Linked DNA regions of Mus musculus: region 1 is linked to region 2. The links are chromatin contacts, called in public HiCAR-type maps. All regions are on one chromosome and are shown on one strand. Each heading gives the region's core, a stretch centred on a gene start, on an enhancer-like site or on the middle of the called end of the contact. The rest is flanking DNA. Distances are from core to core; before and after follow the strand shown. Region 1 overlaps St8sia1 (ST8 alpha-N-acetyl-neuraminide alpha-2,8-sialyltransferase 1). Region 2 overlaps St8sia1 (ST8 alpha-N-acetyl-neuraminide alpha-2,8-sialyltransferase 1).

Region 1 (6,435 bases), core at 100-2,599, 90 kb after region 2:
GCAGATCACACTCTGAGTGACTCCCACTCCCAGTCACTGAGTAATATTTCACTTAAAAATATTTCAGGAAAACATTCTAGCTCTCAGGTGTGTCTGAAATATGTTCAGAGGCAAAACATATGCATGACCCTTGGAGATGCATGGATTAGTCCAGCCATCTGGGTCCTGGAAAGACTTGAGCTGGCTCTGAAGGGCAACTAGGCTTTTGTGGCAGCAGAAACACACCTGCCGTCAGGCTGTAACTATCGGGTGGTTAAAAACAGTGTGGACGAATGCTACAGGCGAATGAAATGGCGTGGTCCAAACTAATATGCCAGAAACTAAGGGCTCGATTACAGAGAGGACCTCAGCAGCCCCTCTGAATAGAAGCAGGCGTGAAAGGAACACTATGGTCTAAGACAATGGCGAGGCAAACTGTCTTCAGCACTCCTTTAACGTAAGCCTCTGTGGAAACTGACAGTTGAACACTCTGACCTCTGCCTTGGCTGTTCACCCTCCGTGTTCGAAATAGCGCCCTCGCTCAGGATTGCCTGCCCTGAATGTTCTACCCTGTAGACTCCTGTTGGTTCCTCAACTACTGGCCTTGTTACTGCTCTATGGGTAAACCCATCAGGCGCTGAGCTTTAATGAGGAAATGAGCTGGCACTTGGGAAGACAAACTGCAGACACGATGGCACACCTCGAGTGCACCAGGAAGCACCTACTAAAGCACACTGCTGGTGTGACCGTGAGTTGCCAGAGGAGAGTAACTAACATCTCATTAGACATGCTAGGTTATCTTGGCTGGCCTCCCCTTCACACTAGTTTCAATGGGAAGAGGGCAGGGGATAAAAGTCTTACCCCCTACCATCCCCCACATCAAAGATGTTAATGCCATATTTTGCAACTATACCAGCATTCCATTGATCATAGACTGTTCTTCCCTTTCCTGTCCCACCCACCACCATCGACATCATTGCCATTATCATCAGGCTCTCTTTGTGTATACCAGGCTGGTCTTAAGTTCATCACCCTCCTGACTACTGAATGCTAAGGACTATTCACAACCATGCTCAGCTCACAAGTTATCCCTATATTTTGTCAAAAGAGCACTCTAGTAAGCTACATGATAAAAAACAATCTCTTAATACAGAGAGACGTCCCACCCGCGTGAATGTAAACTTTAGGGAGAATGCACTGAGTTTGGGTTTCCTGTCACGGGTCTGGTGATATCTCATTTTCTTTTGTTCTTTGAGCAACGAAAATTATTGTGAGTGTCATTAAATTCCATTTGCATCTACAAAAATGCACCACCTGTGGTTTAAAGACATGCCTGGGCCACAGGAAGAACACACATGCAGACCTCTGCGACCATGTCTAGGCTGTTTCCTCTCTGTTTGCCAATTGCTCAGAGCCATACCAACCCACTTCCCCTTTCTTTACCTAAGGAATCTTTTGCACAAATGGGCCCAGTGCCTGCCAGACAGCACACGCCTTCTGGACAGGGCTTCCACTCGGTTCCCACCATACCATGGAGCTGGGCAGCCTTATGATTCTCTCCCCACAGTCTGTCTCAGCTCACACAACCAACACCATGGCTGGATGGGGCTCTCTCTCAAGTCTTTCCGGCTTTCACCAGACCCTTGCATCCGGACTGAAGCTCTCACCTGGACTCCACTTTAACTCAGTATAAAGAATCACAAAGGAAACCTTGCCAATGTCGAGTGACAGCACTGCCTTCTGCCTGGCACCTGACAGCTTACAAATCACGTTCATGTGTGTTTCCTCTCTGAATTATAAAAAGCAAAAACAAAACCCAAAACAAAAACAACCACACAGGGAAAAAAAAATCCAGGCACATTTTTATGAAGTCACAGACAATGAAACCAGTGTCTAAGCCAATAGTTACACGAGTTTGATAGGCTAATGAATGACTTCTTATTCCTTTAAGGGGAGAAAGCAGAATTAGACGAAAAAAAAAAATAGCAGGATAGCAGGTGTTCCTCGAGGACAAATGTTTCCAGAAACATTGCAAATTTGCAATCTTGTTGCTCTCTTCAGTGCAGGCGCCTCTCCAACATTTTCTCTCTCTCTCCACAAATCCTCCACACCCACCTGTCCTGCTGACCTATGAGGTGCTAAGGGCGCACAAAGAGAAGATGCCCACGCACATGCCTCAGACCGGAGGGGCCTAACCCAGCTCGCCACCTACAGAGACCACGGCAACAACTTCGAAAGCAGCAGTTGAACCAGGGACACTCTGTACTTCCAGCACTGGGTGGCTGAGGCAGGAGAATAAGAAATTTACAGCCACCCTGGGCTACACAAGAATAAAAACAAAGCGGAGCCATTAGGTGCATCGGCTGGAATGTCATCATAGGATGTGTAATGAAGGGTTTGTTTTGTTTTTAATTCTTAGGTAACATTGTGGTAGGCTCTTCAGATGTGAAAGTAGACTCAAAAATTAAGAAAGCAAGATCTGCCTTCAGAAAACATAAGGAAAGGGCAAACAAGCTTAAGCTACAACCACAGATTAACCAACGAAACCACAGCAATCTTCAGGGCTCTGCACAAAAAAAAGGAACAAACAAGAAAATGGAAAAGCAACTTACACAGAGAGACAGACAGACAGACAGAGAAACAGGGAGACAGAGAAACAGGGAGACAGAGAAACAGGGAGACAGAGTCAGAGAGACACAGGGAGCACCAAGAATGTGTCTAGTAAGTTAAGGCAAGTTTTATAAGGAACTCTTCCAGCTCAATAGTCGGAAAACCAATAATGTCATAGCCAGGAACCAAACAGAAACTTGTCCCCAAAAGATGCAGAGATGGAAAACAAGGCCAGGAAGGCTCAAGGGTAAATGTGCTTGCTATGTAGGCCTTATGGCATGGTTTGATACCTGGAACCCAGGGTTGACATGGAGAGGGGAGGGGTGCTGGATATGGCAGCATACATTTGTGGTCTTGATCCTCCCACTATGGAATGGGATGCAAAGACAGAGTCAGGTGATGGAAGAGGATAGGTCAGCTATCCTGAAGCATGCTGGGCAGTCGCAAGGAGGCCTTGCCTCAAGAGCAAGGCTGAAGGAAGAGAAGTAATGGAACCTACTTCAGCCTGCCCCCGACCTGCCCAGGCTCGCCAGGGTTTCCTTCCTCTCACTCTGCCTCACTTTTTTTGGTTTTCCATCTCTCTCACGCATACACAATTACTTTTTTTCAAAATTAAAAGCAGCAGGCAACAGTCACCCAGAAAGAGACTTAGCTTCCTTCACCATCAGGGAAGTGTGTGGTGAAGCCCCGGAGAGTCATAGCCCACACCTGTACTGATAGCCATCTCCAAAGAGCAAACAGCAAGAAACATCTGGGTAAAGAGAAGGAGCCCCACGCACTGCTGATACAAATACAGTGTCATAGGCACTGTGGAAGAGAATACAGAGGCTCCGCAAGAAACCGAAAAATGAAATTCTCACATAACCCAGCTGTCTTCATGCTGGATACGCACGCAAGAGAGATAAAATCACCACCTCATAAAGGAGCCTGTGTTCGCCCTGCGTGACTCACAACGGCGACTGTAGGGCGATCATCTAGATGCCATTAACAGATGGGCGAACAGAAAATGGAATGCAATTCCGCCTTAACAAGAGGGCCCTGCCATTTGTCACTTGCACAGGCCTCCAGGGTATTAGGTTAAGTAAGATAAACCAGGCACAGAGGCACAAGGAGAGTATGATGTCATTTGTATGTGGACTCAAAAACAAAACAAAAAACAAAGGCAGCAGCATAAAAGATGAAACCTCGACTATCCGTCATGAGAGCAGGGGTGGGAAGGAAGTGGAGAGGAGTGGGGATGTGTGGCTCAAGGGTCAGAAGACTGCCAAGGAGCCGGGCGTGGTGACACATGCCTTTAATCCCAGCACTCGGGAGGCAGAGGCAGGCAGATTTCTGAGTTCGAGGCCAGCCTGGTCTACAAAGTGAGTTCCAGGACAACTAGGGCCATACAGAGAAACCCTGTCTCAAAAAAGAAGAAGAAGAAGAAGAAGAAGAAGAAGAAGAAGAAGAAGAAGAAGAAGAAGAAGAAGAGGAGGAGGAGGAGGAGGAGGAGGAGGAGGAGGAGGAGGAGGAGGAGGAGGAGGAGGAGGAGGAGGAGGAGGAGGAGGAGGAGGAGGAGGAGGAGGAGGAGGAGGAGGAGGAGGAGGAGGAAGAAGACTGCCAAGGAAGCCATCAACCAAGTGGGGAGCAGGAAGAAGACTGCCAAGGAAGCCATCAACCAAGTGGGGAGCAGGATGCTCAAGATCAAGAGTTTGGGGGACTAGAGATAACAAAATTAAAATGCCAGACAGACTTATTGTTAGGTATATTTTAGCTGCTCTTATCACAAATGAAAGTAATTATCAGATGACAAACTCTTAATCTGCTTCGCTGCAGTGAACAGTGAACACTTTATCCCCTGTGTATCCCATAAACCTCAAACACAAAATAAATGTATTTTTAAAATGGAGAAGGCCAACCAACAAGCTAAGTTACTACTGCAGAGAGACGTAGCCAGAGACTCAGTGGACATCTGTGTTTGCTTAGAAGGAGTAGAACTTTGAGTTATGTCCAGCGTTCTGGGAGTGACCTCTGCCCTAAGCTCTGGCCTAGGAGAAACTGGCAGGATGAGGGATCATCCAGGACATTTTAGCCAGGAATGCTGCCACAGATTTATGAGGTAAGAGGATGCAATTCTATTTGCCAGAAATCATGGTACCGGTACTAGGACTGCAGCCTCTAAGAACTGTCAAGCTGAACCGAGTACGCCATCTCTGTCCAACCTTCGGCAGCTTTCAAGGGGAGACACAGAACAATCAGCTTTTGGAAATTTTGGCAATTTGTTTCCCTTCCCTTTTCTCATGCTTCTCATACTGATAGTAAATGATACCTAAGTGGTGTGTGTGTGTGTGTGTGTGTGTGTGTGTGTGTGTGTGTGTGTGTGTGTGTGTGAGATAGTAAAAAAGGCAGAAGGAAGACTCAGACAGAGTTTGGCTCAGCCACTGAAGTGCTTGCTTGCTAACTCCAGGACCTAAACACAATCTGCAAAAGATTTATAAAAACCTAGGCATGGTGGTATACACCTGTAGTCCAGCGCTGGGAAGAAAGGGAGGTGGCCCTCTCTTTCCCTGGGGCCACTGGCGAGCCAGCCTAGCCTATATAGTGAGCTCCAGGCCAATGAGAGATCTTATGTCTAAGAACAAGGCAGATGGTACAGAGGAATGACACCCGGAGTTGTCTTATGGCCTGATGGTGTATGTACACACACATAAATACACATAGTACAGAAGAAAAGCCAGTTTATTCAGATTTCCATTTTCAGCATGTTTATGATTAGAATCCCAGTCTCTGACGTGCTCCCATCTAAGATGCTGCAGTCAGACCATAGAGTGAAAACACGCTTAGCCCAAGAAGCACTGAGGAGGAAGAGGTCGCTCAGGTCTCAGGCCTCCTAGTGGGAGCTGGGGCAGGGGGGTCACAGGCCATGAGGCCATCACCTATGACAGAGCTCTTCAGCTGTGGGTCATGGCCCCACATGTGTTCCTGTAACTGAGTATGGGTCTGCAACACGGGTAGAAAGGTTCATAGAACACGCAGCAGGTGAATTCGAAATCAAACGTCCAGTGCATCCCAAAAGTATTTCTGGAAATTGTCGCTTGTGTTACAAGTAACCCAACAATTGTAAACTGGACAGAATCTAGAATTGCCCAAGAGACAAGCCCCCCGAAGTCCTAACTAGATGAGGTCGGCCTCCAGAAATGCTTGTGACGGGTTTGGTTACCTTGGTGTGGTTACTGGGCCGTGTGTGTGTGTGTGTGTGTGTGTGTGTGTGTGTGTGTGTGTGTGTGTGTGTGTGCAGATCCACCCTGCGAGGGAGCAGCACTGTTGGCTGCACATGAGCCTCACAGGCACAAGAGGGAGGTGACTGAGCATCACCAGTCAGCACTCTCTGCTTCCTGACTGTGGAGGCAATGTGGCCAGTTCCCTCCGTTCCTGCTGCCAGGACCTTCCCCACCAGGAAGGGCAGTGTGCCCTCCAAGTGTGAGACAAAAGATCTTTTCCCCTACACCGCTTTTGTCAGGGCCTTTTATCACAAACAGGAGAGGTAATAAGACATGCAGTTTCACTGCTGCCCGGGGTTGTGAACACACAACACACTCATTTGTGCACTTCACATGCCCAGTGACAATGAACACAGCCTGAAACAGCTCAGCACAGCAGACAGTTGTGTGTTATGACCTGCAGTGATTTCACATGAAAGTTATCTGATCTCATAGAAATAACACGGCTGGAGTAAACGCTCTCAGTATCTTCCCACCACCATCACTGAGCATCAAATTAGTTTATCTTCACTCTATATTGGATTAGCACATTCATCCCATTAGTAAGTAATTTTGCTTTCATCTTTGATGAGTGGTAAATTACATG
Region 2 (6,609 bases), core at 1,780-4,279:
TGTGGAGAGAGGGCCTATCAGTGCCGAAGACAGAACAGAAAACAGCGATAGGTTGGTTCCTTTCTTCCACGAATACTGGAATTTTCCAGGAAATCCTTAACTCTAGGAATACTTCTGTAGTTATCACCTAAAAGACTTTAGAAAAATGTTCAACAATGCAGCAAAGGGTATTACACACCATCATCAGACTTCTCCAAGGCCTATACTCTACTGTAAATGTCTATAAAACAGTCCCATTTGCTACATGTAAAAGGGTCCTTGCTGATGATTAAGGTAAAAGTTGGGCAGACATGGAAACATCTACAAAGTAACAAACACATGAGGGAGCTATGTAAGTGGGGAGCCGAGCCAGGAAAAGTTAAGGCACCCTCTGCCACTCCCCACTACCAAGTCAATATACTTTTCTATATTCTGTGGGCAAAAAATAACATAGGGAAGGAGAGAGGAGAAGAGGGGAGGGGGTCTAGAGGGAGGGAGGGAGAGAGAGAGAGAGAGAGAGAGAGAGAGAGAGAGAGAGAGATTGAACTAAAACATGAAGGATAATGAATCTAAGCTGCCATGGCCTCCCTTGGGAATCATGGGGACAGGAAGTTGACACCAACTCTTGCTGTGTACATCGTATATGGTAACCACATCCAGTGGTCAACATCAAGGTGACATTTCCCACCATCTTGATAGGAAAACTAAACTATAACTCATCTTGAGAGTATGACTCAAAAGGCAGGTGACAGAGAGATATGTGTAGGTTTATTTCACCAAGCTCAGGCACCCAGGAGGGCACTGCTTGGAGGAGGCAGGAACCTGGAGGTTCCAAGACTGCTTAGACCCACATGGGAAACCAGGTACCACCTCTGAGTTTTCTCTATACAGCTGCCTAGTCCACGCCACATCCTTCATCTCTTCATCCTAACCCGAAAGACCCCATGGCAACACATCTCCTGGTATCTTGAAACAGTTGCTAAGATAACACACATTTGAAAGTGAGAGATATCCAGAGGAGCTCTAATTACACAGAAGCAGGATATCACACCATAAAACTCTCAAGCAACTGTGAGTCATTGATTGAGTCCCAACAGCTTCAACCATAAAGCAAATCCAGGAAGGCTTTTAACACAACAGAGAGACTGACCGTCTAGATAAACAAGCAACCGTAAAATGCAATTCTTCTTTTGTGCTCCCACAAGTGAGAGTCAAGGGCTGCTATTCAAATGCTCACAATATTACAGCTCACTTCTTTATGTTATTTATTCTTTTGCCATAACAGCAGAAGAAACTACAAATGCTAGCAGCAGCGAGAACCCCAACAAGGAGGAGGCGCGGGATGCCGTCCTTATTACAGTGAGCAAGGTTCAGTAGTCGGGATAACCTTTTCATTTGTGCCATGTGTCAATCATTTATCTCTGGGATGTGTGTGAAAATGTCAGAGGACATGTTAAGGCTGAGAATAAGGCAGATACTAGACACTATTACTATTCGTGTGTGTGTGTGTGTGTGTGTGTGTGTGTGTGTGTGTGTGATGTACAGATATAAGACTCTCCCACTTACACAACAGGAGTTGTATAGGGCTGAGACTAAATCTTGTGGCCTCACATTTAGGAGTTTATAGACATATTCTGGACTTCGGAATTCCAGACTTTCAAAGACACAGCACAGGAACTGTGAGGTATTTGTTATCTCCATAGATTCAGGGACTCTGGAAGTCCACCCATATAGACAGAGAAAAGAACTCTGCGTATGATCGTATGCAGGGTCACACCTGGGCCACAGTGACCAGACTCTGCCACAAGATTAGCAAGTGCAATCCTAGGCAAAAAAAAAATCAAAGCAAAATATGTTTGGTGATTCAAAATTTTAAATTATTGGCAAATTTTCATGCTGAGGCTCCTGTCGTTGCAAGGCTACTAGCTCAGCCCCCAGTGGAAGACAACAACTGTGATAGGGCAGAGATAAGTGGCAGTGGGGGCTTCTAGCTCAGCCCTCAGTGGAAGCCAGCTCCTCTGTTGGACAAGAGGGTCATCAAGAACAAAGGTATAGACCCCTCTGTCCCCGTGGATGCTGAGAGCTTGGGAACTATGGTCACCTCCCTTGTCACCTTGCCTCTTCCTCTCCTGAGCATACAACAGAATCAAGTTTCCAAAACTTCTAAGAGGATTTACTGCTGACCCGATTAGCCACATCAACCTGGGCTGCAGGTGTCAAACATTGTTAATTTGCTTCCACCCCTGATGTGGGCTGCCTGGAGCTCACATTTCTGACTACTCTGGGCAGGAAAAAACACACAACAGCATCCTCAGTCTTTGTTACTGCAGACTTGCCCTTGAGAGTTCAGACAAAGCTTTACAGCCCTTGATCTCTGGGCTTTTTGATGAGAAGTAATCTTACCTGGTTCTGGCGGGGAAGCGTCTATACCACAACACTGTATTTCATAAGGTAAAAACCATTGGGGAAGCATCTATACCACAGCACTGTATTTTATAAGGTAAAAACCATTCAGTGGACTCGTGACTGATTTTCTCATTAGATCTTTCCTGACAATGATTTGCCAGTGGAAGAGTCTATGAACTTGGTATTTTCAAACATGAAAAAAATAAAACTATAGATGTCTGGCTTCCCAGCGAAGAAGCACAAAGGACACTACCTGAACATCTGCCATTTTAGAGAATTAACTCTCTACCTTTATTAAGATTTATTTATTTATTCATTCATTTATTTATTATGTGTATGTTCTTGCTTGCATTCAGTGTCCATGGAGACCAGAGGAGGACACCAGCTGTCCTGGACCTGGAGTAACAGTTAGCTGTGTGTGGGTAAGTGTGCATCAGAACCTGAACTCAGGACCCTGCAAGGGCATTCAGGCCTCAAGGGTGAGAGTCTCCCGTGCCCCCTCCTTTTTCAAAGTCATAAACGTGAACAATCTGGTTTAGGCACACAATTTTTTAAAAATATACTTTGGCAAAGCACTAAGAGTCATCTTCTGAGAAAAGCTCTCTCATGTAAAAGCTTTCCTTCTGCTGGGATGACTCGCTCTTCACCTAGCTTAATTTTTACTGAAGTGTGATTAAAATCAAGCAGCAGCCGCCCTCACTTGGGAGCTTGAGAATCAACAAATTCTTAAGTCGCGGTTGACTCAAAAAGAGAATTCCTGTTTGAGTATTCATTAGCAGTCTCTGCATTCTCTCTCCTTCCTCCATGAAGCAATTTTATTTTCCACATGCATGTGCACACACACATACACACACTTAAAGCACTGATCTAATTGGTGGTAGAGTGGGGTGTCATCTCTTGCCAGACACAATGAAATTAATTAATGTTCCTATTAAACATTTCTATCATAACCCAAATCCCTTCTGAGCTGAAAGTTAAAGGTCAAATACATTAAATAGTGGACTAGGCCCAAAGCTGAAGGCCTAAATCTCAATAAGCAGGATTGAATAATACCCAATCTCTTAAGAGTAAGGTGCTACTCTAGAATGTTCTAAAGGATGATTCTGGAGAGGCTTCTACTTAGGAACACATATTTTACTAAAAATAATGCTAAACAGATGCACACAGCTATACACACATAGACACATACATGCACATAGACACACACACACACACACACACACACACACACACACACACACACACACACTTGTTTAGCTACATCATTTAACCAGACTCACATAAAGTTACATACGACATACCAGTGAATTGTCACTATAAAATAACGAAAGGCCACAGAGATCCTGTTCATGACATCAGCGTTATACCTGTGGCCTAAAGGACAGAGCACAGGAGCAGTCAAGCTTTCCTTTTGGTCTAGCCTGGGGTTCCTCAGCCTTCACACAACTAACACTTTACTGAGTCATTCTCTGTGGCAAGGGGCTGACCTGTGGTTACTGGACCAGCATTCATGGTCACTCCCTACTACAAGTGTGAGCACTCTTGGTCATAACAATTGAAAGTGTCCTCGGGGTCCTGATGGCACCTGAGGGAAGGGCAGTCTGCTCGGGTAAAAAGGACAGACAGTGTTGGCCAGATCTGTTCTGACATTCAAATCCCATAGAGAGTGGCTTTAAAACTGCACAGACTAAACACACGGACCTGTTCTAGGAACCAGATGGAGAGCTAAAGCTCCCAGACAGTTCTCTCAGTGCACAGTGGTCTGTTATGAGCTTCTTGCTTAGATTTTGACCAATTAATGTATTCATCTGAACACATCTTTAATGAAATCTTTGTATGTGATGTTTTCTTAGCCCTTTTACACTTCTGATGAAGTCTACTGATGAACATGTCTTCTTCCTTAGATAATGGTTAAATACCAGTAGCTCAAAACGAGATTGTAGTCAGGGTTGCGCAGATACGAATAACACAGCTCATGCTGCCTTCTAGATATCCTGATGCTGTCACACAAACGGAAACACTAAGCCAGCTCTGCACAGCAGCGAGCGGACCATCAGGCCGCCCAGTTTCCTCAGTTCAAATGCTATCCATAGAGTAGCCTGAATATTGGATCACTTTTGGAAATCCCCCACCCCAAGGGTACATCTCAGGGGCTTGCTTGTCTTGTAAGTTAACCTTCCTTTTAAAGCCCCCTGCTTTTCATAGACATGGTCGATACACCGAGTTTCTACCTCCAAGATGAGGCAGAACTTGTGAGTCGTTTTCACCTCTATCATGACGACAGTTGAAAAAATAAAATGGGTTCGTACATCTCCTCAGAGCTTAGCACATCTCACAGCACAAAGGTCATAAGAGAACCCCCTTCTCACCCCCTTACCTACAGTAAGCACACTGGGCCAGAATCTGCCAGGAAAGCTCCCGAGCTATGTCAAAGCTGATGTACCAAGCTGCTTAAACGGCCCCACCCACTCGGCATTAAGGACTTAAACGGCTGGTGGTTCCTACCTGCTTCCTTGAAAGAGCCACATCACATGTCACTAGGCTCAACACAGGGCCCATTCATGAAATTTTGGGGTGCAGGGAGGCACTATGAGTAAGAGAGGGGTTCACATTCTGATTTATGTATTTGAGGGTCAGCCTTGCACCCTGTGCTGACAGGCAAGCTGACAGCAACTGCCATGCCAGCCTGACTGTGTCAACATGGAATGGAGCCCACACTACATGTGGCTCTCCAATACTGGTTACAGACTCTAGGCCATGCACACTCAGTACTGATGGTTTCATGAGAATAATCTTTGATTACTTTGTAGAAAGTGTAGAGAGTGTCAAAGTGTATGTGTCTATATTCATGTGTGTATACATATATATGTACATATATATGTATACAAGATAATCCATGCATGTATACATATGCGTATACACGCATGAGTTATCGTGGAAGGAAATATTCATGTTAGAGAGGAAAAGGCCCTGCCTTTGTCTATCTTAAAGATGAAGCTCTCACTCTCTGTGAGCTACGTCACCTCTCATTAAATGATGAGGGCGCTTCTGCTACTTTATAAGTAAACAGTGTACTTGCAGGTCTAGTGATTCTATGAAAATAACAGAGCCAATGGGTTGATGTAATGGGGACCTAAAATTTAGTTTCCCTCTCAACTTCTGATGTGAAGAAATGGCTCGTGTGATCTAGACAATAGATCAACACAGTCTAAACTCAACAGAGCTTCATGCTAAGTAGACTTAACCAAAAGGAGGTAAGAAGTGATTCTTATTTAAAACCGTACTAGTGGAGGGGACTATAGTCATCAAAGACTTGTTTTAACAAATCACAATAATCAGCAGGAAGGGTTTTGTAAGTCTATACCATTACCCACCCATAGCCCTGAACAGGGCAAAAATCAACAATAATTTTTTTTAAACCTATAGTTCTAATGCCAGTCTCAATAAGACGGATCTTTAAAATGATTATGATGCCAGTGTATATTGACAGTCAGCAATATCCCAGCATCTCCCACAGGCTGCCATGATGGGCCCCTCGGCCTCAGCAACAAGAGTTCATCTGGTCCTCGAATCACATCTTCTTGATTTGAATCACAGACATGTGCTCTGCCATCATCGTCTCCTTGGGGTTGTCCCGCTTGCAAATCCACAACACTATAAAAACATTCCCCGGGACACTTTATTTCTTGTTGTTCTCCAAGCCAACATCAAAAGCAGTTTTGCTTAGGTTTTGTTTGTTTCCTATCATGCCAATCCATGACACACTTTGGCAGTTCTTTTTAGAAGTCACATTAAAAAAAAAAAAACCTAGCAAAAATATCCCCCATCCCGTCCTTTCTTCTTCTGCAGTCCCTAGGAAGTGGGCTGTGGTGACGGCTCCTCACACGGGTCCAGCTGCATCCTCAGCGCGCCGATTTTGTGAAGATACCAAAGCTGAAGGAATTCCTCAGGCATGGCATGGTAGCCTGAGAAGGGCAAGACGTTGTCATAGTAGTGGTGACTGATAGGGTCCCCTTGCATGTTCACCGAGAAGGGCCAGAAGCCATAGATGGACACCTCCTCACAGAGGCCCAAGGCTGCACTCACCAAAAAGAGTCCTGTAGACAAGCGCTTGGCGTGGATCCCCCTACTCTTCCAGAACTTTCCAATGTTCCGAAGAAAGTTGGGGTTAGCAAAAAGCACTGTTTGATTGGCTCCAACATCTTTCAGTGTGTAATACACACG

What was found. HiCAR-type assays count read pairs that join an accessible place to other places.
Region 1: a HiCAR-type map of Th17 cells shows a contact between it and region 2, with 2.2 times the contacts expected there. The contact joins two enhancer-like sites. A contact is called at or near these places in 2 of 39 promoter capture datasets (the 3T3-L1 cell line and the HPC-7 cell line), 1 of 15 datasets of contacts at CTCF or cohesin (the G1E-ER4 cell line), 1 of 484 Hi-C or Micro-C datasets (the G1E-ER4 cell line) and 3 of 115 datasets of contacts at active chromatin or transcription factors (CD8 T cells, Th17 cells and embryonic stem cells).

The regions. Positions count from the first base shown.
Region 1 is chr6:142,914,287-142,920,721 of GRCm38.p6, forward strand. The region is part of intron 1 of St8sia1 (ST8 alpha-N-acetyl-neuraminide alpha-2,8-sialyltransferase 1); the gene reads right to left. Among named protein-coding and RNA genes, the nearest start is that of St8sia1, 47 kb to the right of the region's middle. Within about 2 kb of position 1,350, at least 89 of the 459 cell types and tissues checked have an H3K27ac peak or open chromatin away from gene starts, as enhancers often do. A contact at or near this core is called in Th17 cells, where this site is marked.
Region 2 is chr6:142,822,547-142,829,155 of GRCm38.p6, forward strand. It overlaps St8sia1 (ST8 alpha-N-acetyl-neuraminide alpha-2,8-sialyltransferase 1), which reads right to left. Exons shown (of 5, transcript NM_011374.2): 5 at 1-6,609. The coding sequence ends at 6,238. Gm7457 (predicted gene 7457) reads left to right here. Exons shown (of 7, transcript NR_045707.1): 4 at 1,265-1,347; 5 at 2,742-2,807. Among named protein-coding and RNA genes, the nearest start is that of Gm7457, 12 kb to the left of the region's middle. Within about 2 kb of position 3,030, at least 4 of the 459 cell types and tissues checked have an H3K27ac peak or open chromatin away from gene starts, as enhancers often do. A contact at or near this core is called in Th17 cells, where this site is marked.